2 separate regions of the Sus scrofa genome follow, and region 1 is linked to region 2. A link is a contact called in public Hi-C data. All regions are on one chromosome and are shown on one strand. The core of a region is the stretch at or near the end of the contact, and the rest is flanking DNA. Distances in the headings are between cores, read along the strand shown. Region 1 overlaps FAM107B (protein FAM107B). Region 2 holds the start of FAM107B (protein FAM107B).

Region 1 (4,153 bases), core at 454-2,953, 74 kb before region 2:
CCAGGCTAGGGGTTGAATCCAAGCTGTAGCCTCCAGCCTCCACTATAGCCACAGCAACGCCAGATCCAAGCCGAGTCTCTGACCTATACCCCAGCTCACGGCAACGCCAGATCCTTAACATACTGCGTGAGGCCAGGGATCGAACCTGCATCTTCATGGATCCTCATCAGATTCCTTAACCGCTGAGCCACGACGGGACCTCCCATCTATACCTTTATGAATAGGGCTCTGCCTCACTTAACCGTCTGCACAGGACATCAGAGTACAGCACTGCCAAATTTCTGCCGAGCCCATGATGAAAGACACTTAGGTTGTTTGCTACGGCTCCCTGCTGAACGCAATGAGGCGAGAACTTTCCTGTTCACTTACATTTGTCCTATACGAGTACTTCTGCTGGCTGCGTTCACAGAAGCGGAACTGCTGGCTAAGCATCTGCACGCATTGGATTGGGAAGCCTGCTGCCAAACTGCTTTCCAAACAGGCCGAGACAATTTATATTCCCTCCAACAATGATGAAAACGTACAGGCAACTTTTAAAGATCCGTTTCCCAGGTCACATAAACCACTGAATGCATTCAGGGGCCGAGAGGAATGGTCCACGTTCACTCCTGCCCCACCTCCACTCCACACTTGAAACAGTAGGAGGCAAATCACCTCCTTCTCCAAGAGCAGAGGGAGAGGCAGGCCCAATATCCCCACACACTCCCCTCCCCTGCCCACCCAACCTAACAACTTTTGGCCTGATTTTTTTTTTTTCCCTTAGGGGGAGGAGGAGAGCTGCCTTTGGGTTTCAAGCCCTTAACCTTGAATCCTAGAATCTTCTGGTCTGGCCTGCCCCTCCCTCTACATTTCTGACTGAGCCATTTCTATCTGTGTAGATCAAATGCAAATATTTCTACCTCAACTTGCCATATTCTTTCCATGTGGTATAGCAATAAGTATTCATTGAGGAACTATCTGTCTAGCAAAGCACACCAACTGAAGGGCAACTGCAAACACAGGGACCCAGAAACTGTCAAGGGAAACACACAAGCCAAAGAACCAATGGCAGAGATGGAGAATGGCTGGGTATTCTATATTTGCCCCCAAAGAACTCTTTTTATTTTTATTTATTTATTTTTTGTGGCCGCACCCATGGCACGCAGAAGTTCCTGGGTCAGGGATCGAACCCAGGCCATAGCAATGACAATGCATCCTCAACCAACAGGCCACCAGGGAACTCCAAAAGTACTGTTTTTAGAGAAGAAAGACTCTCTCTAAATAATATTTGAAATATTCTTATTTTTTAAGACCTCTTGAACACTACTCTTTTACCTACAAAAAAGAATGCCTATTGCAATCTGTCTTTGTATGCCACCAGGGACACCTAAAGACTCTAAGAACTATTAAGACAAAGGGTCAAATAGTTAGACCTGGAGGCAAACTGTGACCAGATCAAGATTTAATGACTTTTACCCTGAAACTTAGCTGGGAACGAAAGATGTATGGTATACTTCAAAGACTGCAGGCCACAATCTCAGAAAAGCTATGAGAACAGGCTCTCCTCTGCGGTGATAAGAAGTGACTCCACTTTTATCCTCTCATCTCTAGGGAGAGACGCAAACGACTCTGAAATGCTACAGGGCTTTGAGCCAAATTCAAGGCCACACAGAGCAAAGGTAACAAGGCTCCACGGAAGCTTTTTCTGTGTGGATCTCAGCTCTGTCTCCCTCTCCCAGCCCCAATCCCTTTTTCTCCACTTTCACAGAACAGGCCTCCTCTGGGTAATCTGGAACAGGTTCAACTGCACAAAACTGTAATGTTTTACAGCGACAGGACCCAGGCTACTAAATCCATTTCTACAGAACTGTCTATGGCCTCGAGTTCAAAGAGCAACTCCTCTGCCAATTTTGATTTACCTTTGCCTCTATTTTGACAGGGAGCCTTTTCCTAGATATAATAGAAAAAAATCAAACCAAAAAAACCAACAACAGTTTGAGCTAGAATATCTCTTAGAGATTAACTAAGTCTCTTACTCCTATTTTACAGGAAAGGGGACTGAGTCCCAAGAGGTGAAGACAGTGAGAAAACCATCTCGTTCAGAAAACCATTCAGCTGGAGTTCCCACTGTGGCTCAGCAATAACGAACCTGACTAGCATCCAAGAGGACGTGGGTTCAATTACTGACCCCGCTCAGCTGTTAAGAATCCAGCACTGCCATGAGCTGCAGTGTAGGTCACAGATGAGGCTCAGATCCCACATTGCTGTGGCTGTGGTGTAGGCCAGCAGCTATAGCTCTGATTTGACCCCTAGCCTGGGAACTTCTTTATGCTGCACATGCGACCCTTAAAAGCAAAAAAAAAAAAAAAAGGAAAGAGAGGAAGGGGGGGAGGAAGAAAAAGAGAGAGAAAGAAAGAAAGAAAACCATCTAGCTATTTCCTCTTGGCGTTTATTAACACACACACACACACACACACACACACACACACACACTCCCCACCCCAGTCTTCTCACCAAAGTGCAAGCATGGTTTTCCAGGAAGGACGCCTCCCAATTCTGTGGCCATTTTAGGACCTTATATAGTCCTAGTCTCTTGTGGCTCATTGGGTTAAGGATCTTAAGTTGTCACTCTTATGGCTCTGGTTTGACCCCCACCCCAGGAACTTTTGTATGCCATGGACATGGCAAAAAAACCCAAAAAACAGAGTACACCAAACCCAACACCCAAAATGATGCCTGACATATGAAACTAACAAATGGTTTTTACTAAGCTGATAGGGGGTAAATGTTTTGCTCCTCTTAAAAAAAAAAAGGATGATAGTCATAATTTAAAATGCTACAAATGTAATGTAAAAACCAACGCAAACACAAGAAAGAGGGTCCTGACCTACTGTTACATCTCATGTGGTCCTACAGACTTCTCTCTGCCATTCTACACATGTTGAACAGGACAGCATCTGAGTCACATTTCTCCAAGTGATGGAGAAAATTCAGAATTTTCACAAATCTAAGAAATAATGTATTCATTTCCTTTTGACCCAGGACACCCTCTTTCATCCTTAATCCAGTCCCTTCCATACAAAATTTAAAACATGCATCCACTTGAGAATGAGACTTGTGGAGTTCCCATTGTGGCACAGCAGGAACGAATCCAGCTAGTATCCAAGAGGATGTGAGTTCAATCCCTGGCCTTGGTCAGCAGGTCGGGGATCTGGTGTTGCTGTGAGCTGTGGTGTAGGTGGCAGATGCAGCTCGGATCTGGTGTGGCTGTGGCGTAGGCTGGCAGCTGTAGCTCTGATTCGACCCCTAACCTAGGAACTTCCATATAGCTTTAGGGTGCAGCCCTAAAAAGCAAAAAAAAAAAAAAAGAGAGAGAGAGAGAGAGAGAGAGCGATAAGGAGACATGGGACCACAGAACCCTGAGTAACCCTGGCGGCATCAGCTGAGCCTACAGTCAGCCTCCCTGGCTTGAGTCTGCTAAGGGAATAAGGAAGCTTTAAATATGGTCAAGAAATAAACACCTATGATATTACTTATATGTGGAATCTAAAACATGACACGAATGAACCTGTCTATAAAACAGCCCCACAGACCCAGAGAACAGACTTGGGGTTGCCAAGGGGGAGGGTGGAGGGAGGGGGATGGAGCAGGAGGCTGGGGTCCGCAAGTGCACATGAGGGGTTAATCCCCAAGGTTCTGCTGTACAGCACAAGGAAGTATATTCAACGGCCTATGACAAACCATAAAGAAAAAGAATATTTTTAAAATGTTTCCGTATGGTCAAGAAACCAAAAAACTCTCTGAAGCCTTGGTTAGTGTAATTAAAATGAAATCTCGTTACCTTAAAAGCCCCTCTAAGGAAAAGGCAGCTCAAAAATACCATCTTTGGGGTTTGAGAGTGGTGTACGCACACCACACTGGGGTCGATGGAGTGAGTGGCCAAGGAGACTTGCTGGAAAGCACAGGGGGCTCTACCCGACACGCTGTGGTCATCCACGTGGGAAAAGAAGCCGAAAGAGCATGGAGTATGTGTGGGTACAGCTGAATCACTTTGCTGTACAGGAGGAATTAGCACAACCTTGTACCCCAACTACACTTCGAGAAAACTTATTTAAAAAAAAGCTTACCTTTTTTGATTCATGAGAAGTTCTCTGTGCAGATCTTGGTGGTTCCG
Region 2 (4,279 bases), core at 1,209-3,708:
AACAAAGACTGCACCTGACAGCACACAACCACAACTTCCTTCTTGCAAAATCTTCTAACTTCAAAAAGTATTGCATCATTCTAATGCTCAATCTAGAAGTTCTAAACACTTGTCTCCAAGGCCTCTTTGTGACTTTGCAAACAGGAGAAATTCAACGTTGGTCAATTTTACAAGTGGAAGATAAATGTGATGACAGAAGCCGTCAGGGGCCCAATGTCGGGTTGAGCAAAGTGTTCTCTGTTTTTGTTTTTCACCGAATACACACCCTCAAAACTACCCACTACTCATAGGAAAACCCTTCTTATTTTACTTTCTCAATGCAAGGTCTTTTAGAAGCAATCATGTCACCACCTACAAAACCACTGCTATGCCTTGTTCTATGAAAAGAGCTCCTTTCCATGGTATAATTCTCAAGAATCTCAGAATACCATTCTATTTTAAATAATTTTAAAGCTGAAAGGCTTACCTTTATTTTTAAAAAAACTCAGGGGTGGGAAGGAGTGGGACACACAGGGAGTTTGGAGTTGGTGGATGCAAACTGTTACCTCTGGAATGGAGAGGCAATGGACTCCTGCTGTACAGCAGAGGGATTTGTATATGACTGGTTCAGTTTGCTGTACAACAAATTGAAGAAACACGGTAAATCAACTATAATTTAAAAACATTTTAAAAAATAAAAGAAATTAAATTTTAAAAAGTCAACCCCAAACCACTCCTAAAATCCAAAGAATATTATTTTCAATGTTTCTGTCGTATTACATTCTTCCATTTTAAGTGGAACTTGCATTGTTTTTTCTACTTCTTCCCTCCCCCTTCTGTACAGGTGGTTATTTGCCAGGCTACAAGGAAATATATTTCAAACAACTTGTTGGCAAGCCACTGTTGAAGACTATGGCTATTAGAGATCATAAATTAGATTGATGTGAGTGATAAAGATTAATAATCAGTAACTCTCATTTATTCACACACGCACACACACACACACACATTCACAACGGCTGTCACGCCATAAATGAAGCAAAGATGCCTTTATCCTCAGGGTATGTTTGGGTGGTTGAGTATTTGAGTGACTTTTTCCTCCTATATTTCTTTGGAAATTTTTAATAAACATATATAATTTTATACTTAAAAGTTTTAAACTGGAAACTACCAGCACTAAGAAATCTCTAGACAGGAATTCCAGATACTATTTCAACTTAAGGCAACTTGGACAGCTAAAATCTCCAAAGTGCTGGAGGGGGAACGAGTCCGGAGGAGAAACCAAGAACCTGTTAGCAAGTCTAACAGGCCTCACCCCCGTTTTCTGTATTTATTTTAATATCACACCCACTTTAATCAAATAACTTTGCTTTATGGTCACTGAGAGGGTATGGTATCTTGATTTGCTGCAGAGACTAAGATCTGTAATTTATCCTCAACGGGATTCCTTTTCACATTTCAGAGGGACTGCTACCATCCCCTACACAGCCTGTCAAAACCTGGCCCGACGCATCCGCGTCGTCCGTGAGGAACCTGAAGATGTTTGGAGAGAAGTTAGGAGAATCAAAATTTTAGGACTTGGGTGCAGAGTCCACCCAACTTAGTGGGTTCACTGGAGGAGCAAAAGCGGAGAGGAAGCAAATACGGAAAAGTTACTTGCAGACTGTTTGGAAACAGTGCCCGGGTCACCTTTAAACCAGCGGGGCAAACCGGCCCCCCGCAGCCCCTCCTTTGTTTGCCCAGGCGGAGGCTCGGCTGCGCCCGGGCAGCGAGGGGCGAACCCAGCGCCCAGGGCTCGGCATCTGGCCGTGTGCGGCGCACCGGGTGGGCAGCGCATCCCCGCTCCAGGCAGGGTCTCTCCATTTTCAGGGCCGAGAAAGCAACAATAAGCCGAGCAGTGTGGCCGCCGGGGCTCGCCTCCCTCGCGGCGTCCCCCGGCTACCCCGCACCCCGGGGCTCCCAGAACCACTGCGCGTGACCCCCCGCCACGCCCCGGGCCCGCGCCCCGCGTCCGCCCCCGGTACGGCGCTGGGTGGCCCCGGGCTCCTCGCACGCCCACCGCCCGGCGTGCAGTCCTCGCGCGCGTACAGGGACCCTCCCGCCCCAGGGCAGGCCGGGAGGGGCAGCCCGGCGACCCTTCCTGCCCCGGAGACCCTCAGGTCGGGAGTCGAGGCAGGGCGGGCGGCCGCGCAGTGGCCCCGGCGGGCACCCCGCCTCCCCCGAGCTCCTAGTCTTTGTGTGCAAAGTAAGTGCGGGAGGCAAACCCACCTCTGCGCGCGCACAAAGGCGCGCGGCGCCCTTCCCGGCGCTCGCTCCGGGCGTCCACGGAGGCGCCCGGCGGCTATAGGCGGACGGAGGCGGCGCGGGCGGCGGCTCAAACGGCGTCGGCGACTGCCAGTCCGGCGCAGGGCGGCTCTTTCACACCCGGCGGCCCCGCGCGTCCGAATTAAGCGACGGGGCGGGGAGAGGGTGGGGCGAGTCTGCTGATGACACGCCCTCGGACACGCCCCGGACACGCCCCGCCGCGCTGGCTGAAGCTCGGTGCTCGGGACCCGGGCCTCGGGGGGACTGTGCTGGGAGAGTCTCGCGGATTAGGTTCCGGGAGGTTTTCCTTATCTGGTTTTAGGCTGGTTGGCTTCGGAAACTCTCCCAGGAGAGGGAATATTGGAAGGGAAAAAAACAACAACAACAACAACAGCTGAGTGTCACCGGATGAGTGAGAGCGAAATGGGAAATTAAAGGCGGCAGGCACGCGTTTGCGGGACCCACGATTAAAGATCTCTCTCTCTGTCTGTCTCTGTCTCTCTCTCTCTCTCTCTCTCTCTCTCTCTCTCACACACACACACACACACACACACGAGTTCGCGGGAGCGTTTGGCTGGTGGGTGTCTGGTCTCCACCTCCACTCCGCGCCTGTAACATTCAGAGAGGCTGTCCCCATTTAAATTCTGCCAAGACGTGACCGAAGCAAACTCAAAGGGAATGAGGAGGAGACGCATCAAATTTGTTGAAATGGTTCACATTTACTGTCAAACCATAGCCTGAAACCCAGTGACAGAGGAATTTGCTCAGATTCTTCCCCCTCCCCCGCTCATCAAAGGGTAATTGGAGATTTAAACTTGTGCAAAAGGAGAAAAGGGTTTGTTTTACCTCTTTTTTTTCCCCCTCTGATATTCGTTTTTCTCAGCGCTCTTACAGCAAATGGCTTCTCTGCCCAACCCTAAGATTCTTAGATTACAATCTACCCGAATCACAGCAGGTACAAAAATGAGAGATATCTGTTTCAAAGTCACAAACAGTAAAGACAGCAGGTAATGGATTTTTAGATCAAAAGCTTTTTAATTTTCTTGGCAACAGATGAATAAGGGCTGATTTATGGGGAAGCTTTTCTGACTGAAACAGCTTGGGTCATGATCACACAGAAAAGTCCTATCAATTATGAATTTCAGCAAACAAATGACTTAGTCCAAAGATGCTTTCAGGCCACAGCACTTTAAGACCCTGGTCATCCCCAGGCCTGAAGCCCACTGAGGAGTGGGGTCACCTGCCACAGGATTTAGAAAGAGGAGTTCCCTCCCAGCCCAAGAAACGCACCTGTATGAACTTTATCCACAAGTTTCCCACAAGTCTTACTTCTCTCCCATTCTGAGTTGTGTTGTTTCTATTCTTGACAATGGGTCCACCAGCTACCAAAACCAGAACCTGGGATCCAACCTAGATTTTCTCCCCACTCTCCACATGAGAGTCAATTTCAAGTCCTGCACATACTAGGTGATGCCTCCATAGCCACCCCCACCCCTGCCCCACACCCCCATCCCCCCAGCTCTGCCACAGTTGCCCTTTAGGGTCTACCACTGCACTCTAGCAGTAGCCTCCCAACTGTTCCTAGCCTTCAATCTCACAAATGCTTTTCCTCCAAACTGCTTCCCCCGTGAATTTCCCAAATGCAAATCTGTTCTTAAAACCCTTTAATGCGTGCCCAAGTCCAAGTCCTACTACATGACCAAGTTCAAGCTCCTTCCTACAGTACCCCATAGACCGGCATGCAAGTTCAAGCTCACTCCTACAGTACCCCATAGAGCAGCACGCAAGTTTGGGGGTGAGGTGGTTGGCCACATGGAGTTCCTGGGCCAGGAATCAAATCCAAGCCATTTGCAAACTAAGCTGCACTTGTGGCAACGGGGGATCCTTTACCCACTGTGCCAGTCCTGGGATGGAATCCATATCCCAGGATTTTCACTAATCCCACTGCACCACAGAGGAAACTCCAGTACACAAGTTCAAGCTCCTTCCTACAGTA

Evidence for each region. Hi-C and Micro-C count contacts between places; a contact is called where the count stands out from the background.
Region 1: a Hi-C map of liver shows a contact between it and region 2, with 2.2 times the contacts expected there. The contact joins the enhancer-like site here to the promoter of FAM107B in region 2. A contact is called at or near these places in 2 of 5 promoter capture datasets (fetal liver and liver), 10 of 47 Hi-C or Micro-C datasets (alveolar macrophages, blood, brain and 6 more) and 1 of 2 datasets of contacts at active chromatin or transcription factors (alveolar macrophages).

What each region holds. Positions count from the first base shown.
Region 1 is chr10:47,212,096-47,216,248 of Sscrofa11.1, reverse strand. FAM107B (protein FAM107B) reads right to left here. Exons shown (of 4, transcript XM_021064842.1): 2 at 4,107-4,153. Among named protein-coding and RNA genes, the nearest start is that of FAM107B, 73 kb to the right of the region's middle. Within about 2 kb of position 1,703, at least 5 of the 83 cell types and tissues checked have an H3K27ac peak or open chromatin away from gene starts, as enhancers often do. A contact at or near this core is called in liver, where this site is marked.
Region 2 is chr10:47,138,955-47,143,233 of Sscrofa11.1, reverse strand. It overlaps FAM107B (protein FAM107B), which reads right to left and starts at 2,458. Exons shown (of 4, transcript XM_021064842.1): 1 at 2,248-2,458.